Regions from separate parts of the Rattus norvegicus genome. Here region 2 is linked to region 1. Evidence: chromatin contacts called from public Hi-C data. All regions are on one chromosome and are shown on one strand. The core of a region is the stretch at or near the end of the contact, and the rest is flanking DNA. Distances in the headings are between cores, read along the strand shown.

Region 1 (6,314 bases), core at 229-2,728:
GATTTTTGTTTATTTGAGAGAGGTCTTATCAAGTAACACTGGATGGCATTTAATCCATAGAGCTTTATCCTCCTGCCTCTGGAGATGAAAGGCATGTATCTCCACGCCCAGTGTATGAAAGTTCACTGCAGGAGATGTAAAAGGAATGCTATTTCCTGGGTCCCTGTTTGACCTGAAGACTGAGATTCTCGGCGCAGCCCATCGGTAAGCATTAACTATAGGCTCTTGTTCACAACAGCAGTGCCAGAAAAACCTGAATTAGGAGCTCAATAGCAAGAGAAAGAAAGCTGGGTTAGTAGGTCCCATAGGTGCCTGGGCTCCAAGCCCTCACAATCCGGATCCAACCAGATGAGCACTAGGGGTTCTTTGTTTTGAGCACAAAGGGGGGTATTTAGTAAGTTTTAGTGAATCAGGCAGATCCTGGAAGATGTTTGAGATTTGTTTATCTGCAGAGAGGGAGGAGGAGAATGCCTCCCAGTACTGTACGTAAGTGTCCTTCAGCCAGAAGATATGCAAGCAGAGAAGCAGAAAAAGTTAATACAATGCAGGCTTACATCTCCCTCGGTCAAGGACTATAGAGCCAAAGGCACGGCTGAAGCCTCCCGTGGAGACACTCCGCAGAGAAAGGCAGGTCTCACAAAGCCAAGCACTTCTGAGGAGGAAAGGGGAATGGGCTTTTTGTTATAGAGAATGCTCTCTCTCTCTCTTCCTCCCCCTCCCGGCTTCTCACCTGTTCCTCCCCCTCTTCCACCAGCTGCTTCCCTCTCTTAGGAGGAGGTGGCAAAATAAATTCCTCGCCCCTACTATCTGAGCCTTGAATCTTCCGGAGCCCAGAACTGTGAAAAGCAAGGTCCAGCTATATTTAGAATTCTAACCTGCTGAGTTTTGCTTTTCTCCTTCAGTTATTGCACTCTAAGTCAGCAACACTCCCATCTTTTAAAATTTTTGATCTGAGCTTCCAAGCAAAATCTCATAAGTGAGTCCTTTCTCCTCAGAATGAAATAAAACACAAAGACCACCCTCAGGAAGAGGCAACTCGGTCCAGATCCTAAACTGAAGCTGAATCGGGAAAGAGTCGCCAGAGCCCTCCCTCTCTTCGGCCATCCCACCCTTTGCCGTTTTTTCATTTGCAAACTCAGTGTGCAGAGCCTGAGGTAACCTCGGAGGAAAAAACTGTTACACTGGGAAGAAGTCTGCAGTGCGGACTGGGTGTGGCACTGAAACACCGGTCATTTTCTCTTTCAAAACAAACGATCTTTGCCTCCCCCCCCCCCCCCAGCTAAGGACTGAACCCAGGGCCTTCTCTACCACTGAGCTAAATCCCCAACCCCTCTTTGCATTTTTTTAAATTGTATTTACTGCTATTGTTTGTGTAAGAGGTGGGTGTTAGAGCAAAGAGCTGGTGAAATATCTGACCTAGGCCCACATTCGGACAAAGCACCCCAAACCAACATGATTCCATGTGGAAAGGCTTAAAGAGAGAAGAAGAGTAGAAAAGGGGAGAAGCAAGGAGGCCGGCCATGGGCACGTGGAGGGAAGAGGGGAGGGGAGGATGGAGAGAGAAGGGATGAAGGGGAAGAGGGCAAGAGGAGTGGCCAAGTAGCCCCTTATATAGAGTCAGGCATACCTGGCTGTTGCCAGGCAACTGGGGCGGAGCATACCTGGCTGTTGCCAGGTAGCTGTGGGGATGGAGCTTAGACAGAATGCTAACACAGAGGCTCAATCTTTCAGTTAGGTGGAGTCTGTCTTTTAGCCAAGGGGCCATCACTAGGCCTCCTTAGACCATGATAAAGAGACTCACATCGTAATTTAACAGTTCTTTAATGAGACACTATATTTTCTTCCCAGAATCCACCCCTAGTGCAGCAGCTTGCAGGGCTGTGGAACCACAGCCAGGTACTATTCTGAATTATTCAGAAAAACGTAACTTCTCCTGCTCTTCTCTTTTCTAAGCACGTTTTGCTTCACACTGCCCCCCACACCCCCCCTGCGTTTCCCTCCTTTCTCTAAAGTCTCCAGAGCACCACGTGGCTCCTTGTTCCCCATGTCCGACCTGACACAAACGACATGGGCTTTTTATTGTTATTAGTTTCCTTTCGGCCCACCCTGGAGCTGCTGAAACTTATAACTGGTCCGCCTTGGTTTGTTGTTGATGTTGTTTTTTAACTCTAAAAAGAATCCATTCTCAGATCGTAAGTTCTTGTATCACTGCAGGGCTGTGGTGATGTGTTGATAAAAAGATAAAGAGAGGGGGATATGTTCTATGGAGGTGTGGTGAGGTGTTGGGGAAGGGTTTCTGCTAACCTGCGGGCTCATGCTGAGTCATCCCTTGCCCTGAGAGACCAGCCACACGACCCGTATAGTATAGAAGAGAATTCATTCAGGGCACGGGGAGGGGGGTTGAAAGGGTAGTAGGGGCAGAGAAAGAGAGAGAGAGAGAGAAAAGTAGTAGAAGCCGGCTATGAGCATGTAGGAGTTCGGGGGTGGGGAAGGGAATGGGGAGAGAAGGGACAAAGGGGAGAAAGAGGGTAAGAGAGCAAGAGGGGGCAAGCGGCCCCTTTTATAGTGACAGGCATAACTGCTGTAACCAGATAACTGGGGCAGAGCCTAGACAGAAAGCTAACATGTGTAAGGCATGTAGATGTGAGGCCCGTTTTTTTTTTCTGCTAACCTGTAACATGGGGAGGAGAGAAGTCTCTCTGTTTTGGCCAAACTATTATTAAATGTACTTTCTTTTACCAGTTTCTTTGGAATATAGAGGGACTGAGGCAATGGTTTATCAACCTATGCACCTTATAACAGTGGTGTTGCTAGTGTCCAACTGCTTAACTCAACAACTATACACTGTTCGGTTTCAGACCCCAAGACAAGGCACTGAGCTGCATATTTTACATACCAAAGTAGACCAGCCCTCCAGGTTCTCCCAGCATTCCTCAGTCCCTACCTGGCATACCCTGCCCCCAACCCTAAACTTTCCAGCCCAGGGGTTGGGCTGCCCTTCCCCAAGGACTCTTCCCTATATAGTCCAAACATTTTGTGCTCTCTCTCTTTCTCTCTTTCCTTCTCCCTCTCCCCCTTCTCTCCCCTTGGCAACTCCCCTGGCTTTAGTGCTTGGGGCCAGCGAGTTCCCCCTAATAAACCTGCCTTCAGTATAACCTAATCTGGCTTGAACTGGCTCAGTTCACAAGCAGCAGAGAATTAACTTATCACACACCATCAGAGAAATTTGTCTGCTAAGAAATCTCTTCAGTGTCAGGAGGCAGAGACAATGACTCTCTGTGGGTTTAGGAACAGCCAGGGCTACACAAAGAAATCCTTTCTGGGGGGCCCAGGCTAGAAAGGAGAAGGAAGAAGAGAAATCTCTTTCAGTGTAAAAAGGGGGCTTTTTTTAGCACACTGTTTTCACATAATTAGTTGGTTTTCTTATAAAAGTAATCTAACCTGGGCATGGTGGGGCACACTTAGCACTCTGGTCGCCAAAGCAGTAGGGTGTCATGTTCAAGGCCACCCTGGTTACAAGGTAAAAACCCTGTCAAAGAAACAATAGAAAAAAAAAAAGGTAGAGCTTTTGCAGTGCATGCTACAGACTTCAACCCCTAATACCCCAAGTCAATAAATAACACACAAAACCAAAAGAATATTTTAACATTGTCCCTTTAAAAGAAAGCCATTCCGAATTGTTTCTCTCTGAGCTAAGCCTGGAATTAAGGCAAAGGGGCTTGGCTCAGGCCTCGGGCTCTGTCACATTCCCCGGAACACTTGGCCCATCTGCTGCCTGACTCAGACCAAAATTCACATGTGGCTCCAGCTCTTGACAGCTGAAGTCGTCTTTTTTTGTTGAATTGGAATTTCAGTTTGGGGCTGGCTGGGATGAGTTCACACACACACACACACACACACACACACACACACACACACACACCCTAAAAACAGGTTCTGTGGGTTAGAGAAATCTCTCTGAGCTGAGAGGGATAGGCAGACTTTTTTTTTTTTTTTTTCCGGAGCTGGGGACCGAACCCAGGGCCTTGCGCTTGCTAGGCAAGCACTCTACCACTGAGCTAAATCCCCAACCCCAGGCAGACATTTTTAAAACGACTCAGGTTTATTACTTGGACTTCCCCCACACCCCCCAAATCAGGCTCCTTTCCTACGTATGCCGGCTCATTGCTCCTGTGAGTTTTAGTTCCTACCAAGTTTCATCTGCCTGCTAGATATCCGCTTGCGCTGTGCCCACAACAATGGAATATTTGCGTGCTCCAGTGCTTCTGAGAGAGCTAAGCAGCAGGAGACAAGCTGCCTGCAGCTGCTCCAGCCCTCCTCTCAGCCCTCCTCCCAGAGACTCTCCGGAGGCTCCCCTTTCGGATTCGAGCCCCAGCTAGAACAATAAGCCGATGTCACAGGCTTATCTTTACCTTCTCAGTTAAAGAAAAAGGTTGATAAAAAATTTTCATAATCTGAAAAAAATTATTAAAAGTCACAGGTGGTGACATGCAGAGGGTATCCGGGGAATTCATCCAGGGAATTAATCAGGTGTGCTGCACTAGTCCGGTGTGATGGCGTAAGCTTGTAACCCCAGCACTCAGGAGGCAGAAGTAGGAAATTCAAGAGTTCAAAGACAGGATACCCTCCCCCGCGCGGCACCCCACCCCAACTCCTTGAGGTCATCTCAAAAAGAAATAAAACAACTAAGAAAAGCATTAGACAGTGAATGTCGGCTAATCCCACGTTTATACCACACTGTCAGCATAGTACAATACCCCATACATCATTTATGCCCAAAATATACTAAGTGCTTTCCATTCACAGATTATCTCATTTAGAAACGCAGGCCGCGACACGAGTGCTGCTGTGAGGATTTTAGGACGGGGCACTTGGAACAAATCAGACATTACGATTACCCTATTTTATATGTAACAGACGTCACACAAGAAACACCACAAGCTCCTCAACAGTGGTCCCAGCTGCCGTTCTCCAGGGCCTCTAATTTAGTTTTGTGGTTGCTGTTGTTTCTGTTTGGTTTGGTTTTGGACAGGGTCTCCCGGTATCGGACAGGCTGGCTTCTTCACTCTACCAAGGATTTGGATCACAGGTGGGCATCATCATTTCTGTCCTCCAGGAGCTTCAAGGCTGCCGACCACACCCATAGCGCCATTCATGAGCCCTTCTTTGAGCCTCAGTTAAGTGCTTCCTCTGAAAGACCAGCCCCGCCCCCCTGAGAAGTGAAAGCACTCAGTACACCAGGTTTGCCATCGATCCCTATGCTACCTCACTTCGTCTTTACAACATTGTCATCGTGAGTCGGTCACTACTACCTCAAGTGAAACGAATAAAAGACCAGAGAGTGTGGGTTAACTACCCGGAGGCAGGGGGCTGACGATAATGGCGAGAACAAAGCGCGCCTGCGCTGGGACTCTCTTTGAGCTCACAGTGCAGATACCGGCCGCCTGCTACTTCCCTTTCCTCTGTGTTGTTAGTAACACTCCAGTCAGCCATAACGCGGATGCCTGTTTTCAACACGCCCCGTGAATACAAACCCAGTTAGATGTTGTTGACTTGTGCCATGAAGTCATTTCAAGAGTGAAAACAAGCGAAAGCGGTTCTGAAGCTGGCCGCACAACAGCTGGGAGGAAGAGGCGGAAACATTTAAAAGGAGCTCGGTAGGGCACGGGTAGGAAAAGGGCTCTTCAAACAGAAAATACAGCATGGCGCCGTTTCTGTTTTTAAAAGTCACACAGAACAATGACACACTTATACACATACATCCATGATGACCGAAGGAGAAATGTGGGGAATCTTGGTTCTCTGGGCGGGGGCCGGGCTCGCGGTGAGAGAGTAGTGATATTTTGCAAGGTTTATTAACGTAATGGGTGTGTGAGAGGAAGGGGACAAAGGACTGGGTGGGGCGGGCAAAGACGCTGTCAGAAAATAGATCAGAATAAAAAAAATCTAATAAACATTTTTTGAAAAGAAAATAGAAGATTAACCACGAGCTGTAATGGGAGTGGCGTGAACACACCAGGCTAAAGCCACCGTCTGTGTCCATAGAGACAGATAGATGTTGGCTCGGCTTAACGTCTCATCGTGAATTCAATGGTTTTTAATATTTAATGTTTCTTAAGTCAATCGGAAAGGTTCTCAAGTGTGGCTCTTGGAACGGGACCAGCCCGGACTGGGGGAGGCCTGACTCTGTTCCTTTGTGTTGTTGAACTAATTTCCTTATCTACTGAGTTGAGAGAATAGAAAGAAACAGGTTCCTGAAAGTGCTGTGAGGATTAAATGGACAATCGCTCAGGCCACTGGAACTTGTGGGTCCC
Region 2 (5,585 bases), core at 506-3,005, 40 kb before region 1:
AGTGAAACAGAAGGCAACAACAGCCTTTGGGCTGTGGATTTAGCTCAGTGGGGAGAGGTCTTGTGTAGCATGTGTGAAGTTCTGTGCTCCATCCCGACACCACACAAAATGGTGGCTCAGGCTCCCGGTCCTAGTGTAGGAGGTAGGAGATCAGCAGTTCAAGGTCATCCACAACTCAGATCCTTAGAGGCAGCTTGGGCTACGTGAGGACTGTATACCCCACCTCCCCAAAGCTTCCATAGATCTTAAATGATTGCTCCTTATTTTCACTATCCCTGGGCTGCTCTGGAACAGCTGAACCCTCTGGTGTGGGGAGACGACCTTGACTGTTTCATAAGAAACAAGTGGGAAGGAGCTGCTAAGTCAAAAGGTGATCAATGGAGTTAGCTTGGATTGTGAAACTACGCCCTATGCCGGGATGGGGTTTTCTTTTACATTTCTATTGGCAGCTGACCATGTGTCTGATTTTGTTTCCTTCTCTTCTGATGAAAACCCAGTAGCTTCTACGCTAAGTACATGGTCTTCCAAATAATTAAACTTATTTAGCAAGGAGGGGCCTTTTACCAAAATTAGTCACTCTGTAGCCCACACTAGCCTGGGACTCACCGGGGAGCCTGAGAAGCCCCAAACTCATGAACAATCCCCCTGTCTCAGCCTCCAAAGATTAGAGAACTAGCTGCTCCCTCCAAGCTGTGCTGAGTCTCACTATGTACCCCTGGCTTACCTGAACTCAGAGGATTCGCCTGCCTCTGCCTCCAGAGCCCAGCCACTGTCCCGAGAAAACTGAACTAATGCATTGTTAGCCAGGGTGAGTAATCCTAGGCCTTGGTGGTGGAGACAGAAGGATCCTAATTTTAATGAAAGGTCATGCTTGGCCACATAGTGATTTCAAGGCCGGCATGAGCTTCATAAGACACTCAAAAACCAAAATTAGGCTTGCGTTTAACCCCAGCTCGGGAGGCAGAGGCAGGCGGATCTCCGAGCTGGAGGCCATCCTAGTCTACACAGTGAGTTCCATGACAGCCAGGGCTACACAGAGAAACCCTTTATGGGGGGGGGGGGGGGGGACGGAATGCTGTTGGTAGTTTAACTTTATAGAAAAAAATCTTTATAGACATTTTTCATGCCACTGAACTAACACACTAGAAACTAGACTGGCCTAGGGGATCTGACGTCCATTATTCCCCTCCTACGGAGGAGCTCGCCTTCCCAGGTACACAGCTGGAAGGTCCCGGGACTGGCCACAGGTGACTCAGCAGCGAGTCACAGGGCGTGGAGACGGTGCCCGGAAGTATTTGCTCAGCCCTGTCCGCAGCGCACGAGGTCCTCTGGTTATCCCAGCTGAGAGAGCGACAGCATTTGAGAAAATGAAGAGCTTTTAGTTTCTGCAAACTCTTGCGGTCATTGTGAAAGTTCTCTGTCTTTCCGAGAGCGACTGGCGGCCTAGACGGGATGCTCTCCCAGTACGATCGAGACAGAGGTACCGGGACGAGTCTTCTAGCCTAAAGCGACACTAGTTTGATGGACTTGGGCTCTCAAACCCTGGTCGCCAGAAGCCAGTTTAACTGGAGGCGGCCGTCGGGGGCTAGGGCAGGTACGGTCTCCCGGGCAGTCCTCAGCTCCCGCGGTCCCTTCAGACGACCTCGCCGCTGCCCCAAAGCCACACTTACCATATTTAGTCCTTGAAGTGGTCCGCGAAAACTGAGGAAGTGAAGAGGGGGGTGACGAAGGTCTCCCACTAGCAGACTACCAAGGAGTCCGGGGGAGAAGCTGTGTGAGGTCCGCCTCCCGGAGAGTGCTTATATACCCTGGCCGGGCCACGCGTCGGGAGGACGGACACCGGACCCCGCCCCGGGCCGCACGGAGGCCGATGATTGGCGAGTTCGAAAGTTCAAATCAAACTCCGTAGAAGGAGCTGGAAGTGGGAAGGGGAGGAGACACCCAGGATCCACGCCAGGGCCAGGTGGGGCGGGGAAGGAGGTGGAGAAGGCGATTGGAAGTTGGAGGACAGCGAGATCTTTGTGGAGCTCTGACCGGAAGAAAGTCCCAGGTAGAGGGGGGCGGCCTGGATCGGCCCCCGGGGACTCACAGCTGGTCGCCACGGCACTTGTGGCTCGGTCGCCCCACCCAGGTCTTGGAGCCGGGAAGAGTGAGCCTGAGAGGTGACCGGGTGACCTGCGGCTGCCGGCTGGGTGGTGACTGCGACCGCTTCAGGGGGCTAGGATGGAAACGCCCAGTTAACTTGACGGCACAGTGGGAAGGGTGGAGCTGAAGTTAGCCGAGGCCAAAGCCGGTTACAGCATCATCAGGCTGCAGCTCCTGAAGGCAATCTTTCCTAACCTAGGTCTCAATACCCGCCAGCGGGTCCTAAGCACTTTTTACTCCTACCCTCTAGAAGGCTAGCCCTTCCCTCCTTCCTCTCTTCTCCCACCCCAAGTCCTGAGGATATCAATCTACCCGCGTATCCCCAGCGCCCTTTTATTTTTGAAGGCAGAGTCTGCCTCAGCTCCCCTTTAAGTGAACATTCGGGTTTTAAGAGCCTTACCCTGGTAGATACGATCCATTATGAAAGGAACTTGTAACTTCATTCCCCCCCCACCTCAAAGATGGGTTCCCGTTGCAGTGCTCAAACTGGCCTCAAACGATCCACACTAATCCCTTTCTCTGATTCTGTGGGATGCAGAATTGAATGTCCACACTGTGGTACCACATTCTATCTGGTCCAAGAGCCCGGTGGTTGTTGTCCCCATCTTAAAAATCATGAGGAGATGAGAGTTCAGGGAAACAAATTAGGTAAGCGTCTCCATTGTGGGAGAAGTTGGACTTCTGCAGCACTGACCTACGCTAAACAGACTTGTCTGAACAACTCCGCAAAGCAGATTTCTCAGAAGTGCCATCCAGCCCTGCTAAGGAGATAGATGGCTCCCTGAGAACGTGTAAGGAGCTGTAGTGGCGCTTGCCTGTAGTCCTCATGCTGAGGAGAGAGACAGGAAGAGTCTGGAGCTCACGGGCCAGCTGCTCTTACAGTATCAGAGTTCAGTGAAGAATCTTGTTTTTAAAAATTGAGGTGGAGAGCTGGAGAGGTGGCTCAGCGGTTAGGAGCATTGGCTGCTCTTCCAGAGGTCCTGAGTTCAAGTCCCAGTAACTACATGATGGCTCACAACCATCTGTGATGTTATCTTGGCGCCCTCTTCTGGTGTATAGGCATATATTCAGTCAAAATACTGTATACATAATAAGTTAATCTTATTTATTTATTTGCCAAGAACCAAGTTTGACTCCCAGAAGAAAACCAATTTTAACCACTTAAATGAGCTAATCTTTGTACCAATAAAGACACTGGAGGCATAAACTAAAGGTAAAGGCCTGCCAGCCCTGCAAGGTAACTTTATTTCTTATCTATCGACAAAATATCTATTCACAAGCCTAATTCTACAACTAAACTGCTAGCTCTTTAGCAGTTTTTCTGAGTCATTCTACAGAGCTAGTCTACCTTTTTCTTGAGCTCCTCTAAACTCGAGAACTCCTTAGCTCTCTTCCCTAGAATATTGTTTTACCTGTGTGCAGTCAAATGCTTCTCTGTCGTTCCTGCAACCCAAAGAGAAAACCCTATCTCTTACATGTAGCTCCTTCCATAGAGAAGGCTCTTACAAGCTGAGAAAGAAAGAGAGAGAGACAGAGACAGAGAGAGAGAGAGACTCTCCCAAGCAAGTTGCCTTAAAATTAACAAGAACTTTCCATTCTTTCAAATTCTTATCTAATGAGGCTCTTAGAGGCACACCCAAACTGTGCCTCCATAGGCACACACTTAACTGCACCTGACAAATGCAATTATCTGGTTAAGCTTTTATATGTTGCTAACAATTAGGTTTTCTATGTACAATAATCAAATATCCTGTAATACCTGAAAGTTGTCCTCTGACCTCCACACATAGCAAACACACACACACACACTAAATAAATAAAAAAGTAAAAAAATTAAAAGTAGCAGTATTATTTGTGTTGTGTAAGATTTGAATTAAAACTTAAACCGTGAATATGGGGACAATCAGACAGAAGAATAGGCCAGGGAAACTCAGTGTGGTGGTATGCAGCTTTAATCCCAGCACTCTGGAGGCAGAGGCAGGCAAACCCCAGAGTCCAAGGCCAGCCTGGTCTACAGAATGAGTTCTAGGACAGTCAGGACTACACTGAGACCCTGCCTCAAAACAAACAAAAAGGAATAGACATGGCAGTCATTGGAGCAAAAGCTTCCAGTTATGTGAAGCCTGTGGTGTTCTTGGGAGGACCAGAGGGGTAGAAATGATGCAGTGAGGAGCTACAGTATGCTGAGGAGGCTGAAGCAGAAGGTCACACATTTGAAGTCAGCCTCAATAATTTGGGAGACTTCATCTGCATAGAGGTGTGCAGCTCCGGGGTAGAGGGCTTTCCTAGCATTTGTGATAGATTGAGTTTAGTTCCCAGTGAAGGGGTGGAAAGGAAGTTTGTGCACGTTTCAGTTTTAGTACATATGTAAGGGGCTAGAGAAACGGCTCAGCAGTTAACACCACCACCTCTTCCGGAGGACGCAAGTTTGAGGCACAGAACCCACGAGCTACAGTCTGTAACTCAAGTTCCAGGGAACTCAACTCCCTCTGCTGGCCTCCGGTCACTGCATGCACACAGTACATAAACGTGCAGGCAGAACACCCGCACACAAAATAAAATCTTTATATAAACTGAAACACAGGCAATATTAGGGAAGAGAAAAGTTTAAAAAGAAACCAAAATGGCTGGAGAAATGGCTCAGCGGTTAAGAGCACTGGGTGCTCTTCCAGAGGTCCTGAGTTCAATTCCCAGCAACCACATGGTGGCTCACAACCATCTGTAATGGGATCTGATGCCCTCTTCTGGTGTGTCTGAGGACAGCACCAATGTACTCATATAAAATAAAACACTTTTTTTAAGAGATGTAACTAAAAAGGCAAAAATCACAGTCCTAGAGTAGGATCAGGCTGCTCAAGAGGGCTACAGCTACGATTCTCAGCAGTACTGTCTGTGATATTCCTGAAGTTGCCGCTTTGCTGCTGCCTTCTGTGCGGAGCTGTTCCACTCTCAACAGAGCAGCTGCGACCCCACCAAGATCAGGCTGAGTTGCATTCGCTCATCCACAGACCTAAGCGTAGGCTGCAGTCACACACCCTCCTGGCCACCATCCCGAGGTGCAGGGGATACTGTGTCAGCTGCTCGGCTCCTGAGGCATTAGCAAGTACAGGAAGTAAAAGGCTCATCATTAAAGCCATGCAGCTTTCAGGAGGCCGGCTCCCATGCAGGGCGGGGCTTCCGTGACTCCGCTGTTTTGAAGTCGCCCATGACCCACAAAGTAAATTACCTTTTCCTCAGTGGTTGGGAGCACTGGCTGCTCTTCCAAAGGATTCTGATTCAGTTTCCAGCACCCACGGGGCAGCTCACAATTGTCTGTAACTTCGGTTCCATGTCCTCACACAGACGTGCATGCAGGCAAAACAATACACATAAAATAAAAATATTATTTAAAAAAAAGGGGGGGTTGGGGATTTGTCTCAGTGGTAGAGCGCTTGCCTAGC

The links. Hi-C and Micro-C count contacts between places; a contact is called where the count stands out from the background.
Region 2: a contact with region 1 is called in a Hi-C map of the Rat2 cell line, with 2.3 times the contacts expected there. The contact joins the promoter of Tuba1c here to the enhancer-like site in region 1. A contact is called at or near these places in 2 of 12 Hi-C or Micro-C datasets (the Rat2 cell line and Schwann cells).

The regions. Positions count from the first base shown.
Region 1 is chr7:132,026,310-132,032,623 of GRCr8, reverse strand. It overlaps LOC120093830 (a long non-coding RNA gene), which reads left to right. Exons shown (of 3, transcript XR_010053087.1): 2 at 61-204; 3 at 996-6,314. It also overlaps a transcript of Tuba1c not described here. Among named protein-coding and RNA genes, the nearest start is that of Tuba1a, 34 kb to the right of the region's middle. Within about 2 kb of position 1,478, at least 17 of the 93 cell types and tissues checked have an H3K27ac peak or open chromatin away from gene starts, as enhancers often do.
Region 2 is chr7:132,067,154-132,072,738 of GRCr8, reverse strand. It overlaps Tuba1c (tubulin, alpha 1C), which reads right to left and starts at 1,755. Exons shown (of 4, transcript NM_001011995.1): 1 at 1,671-1,755. The coding sequence starts at 1,673.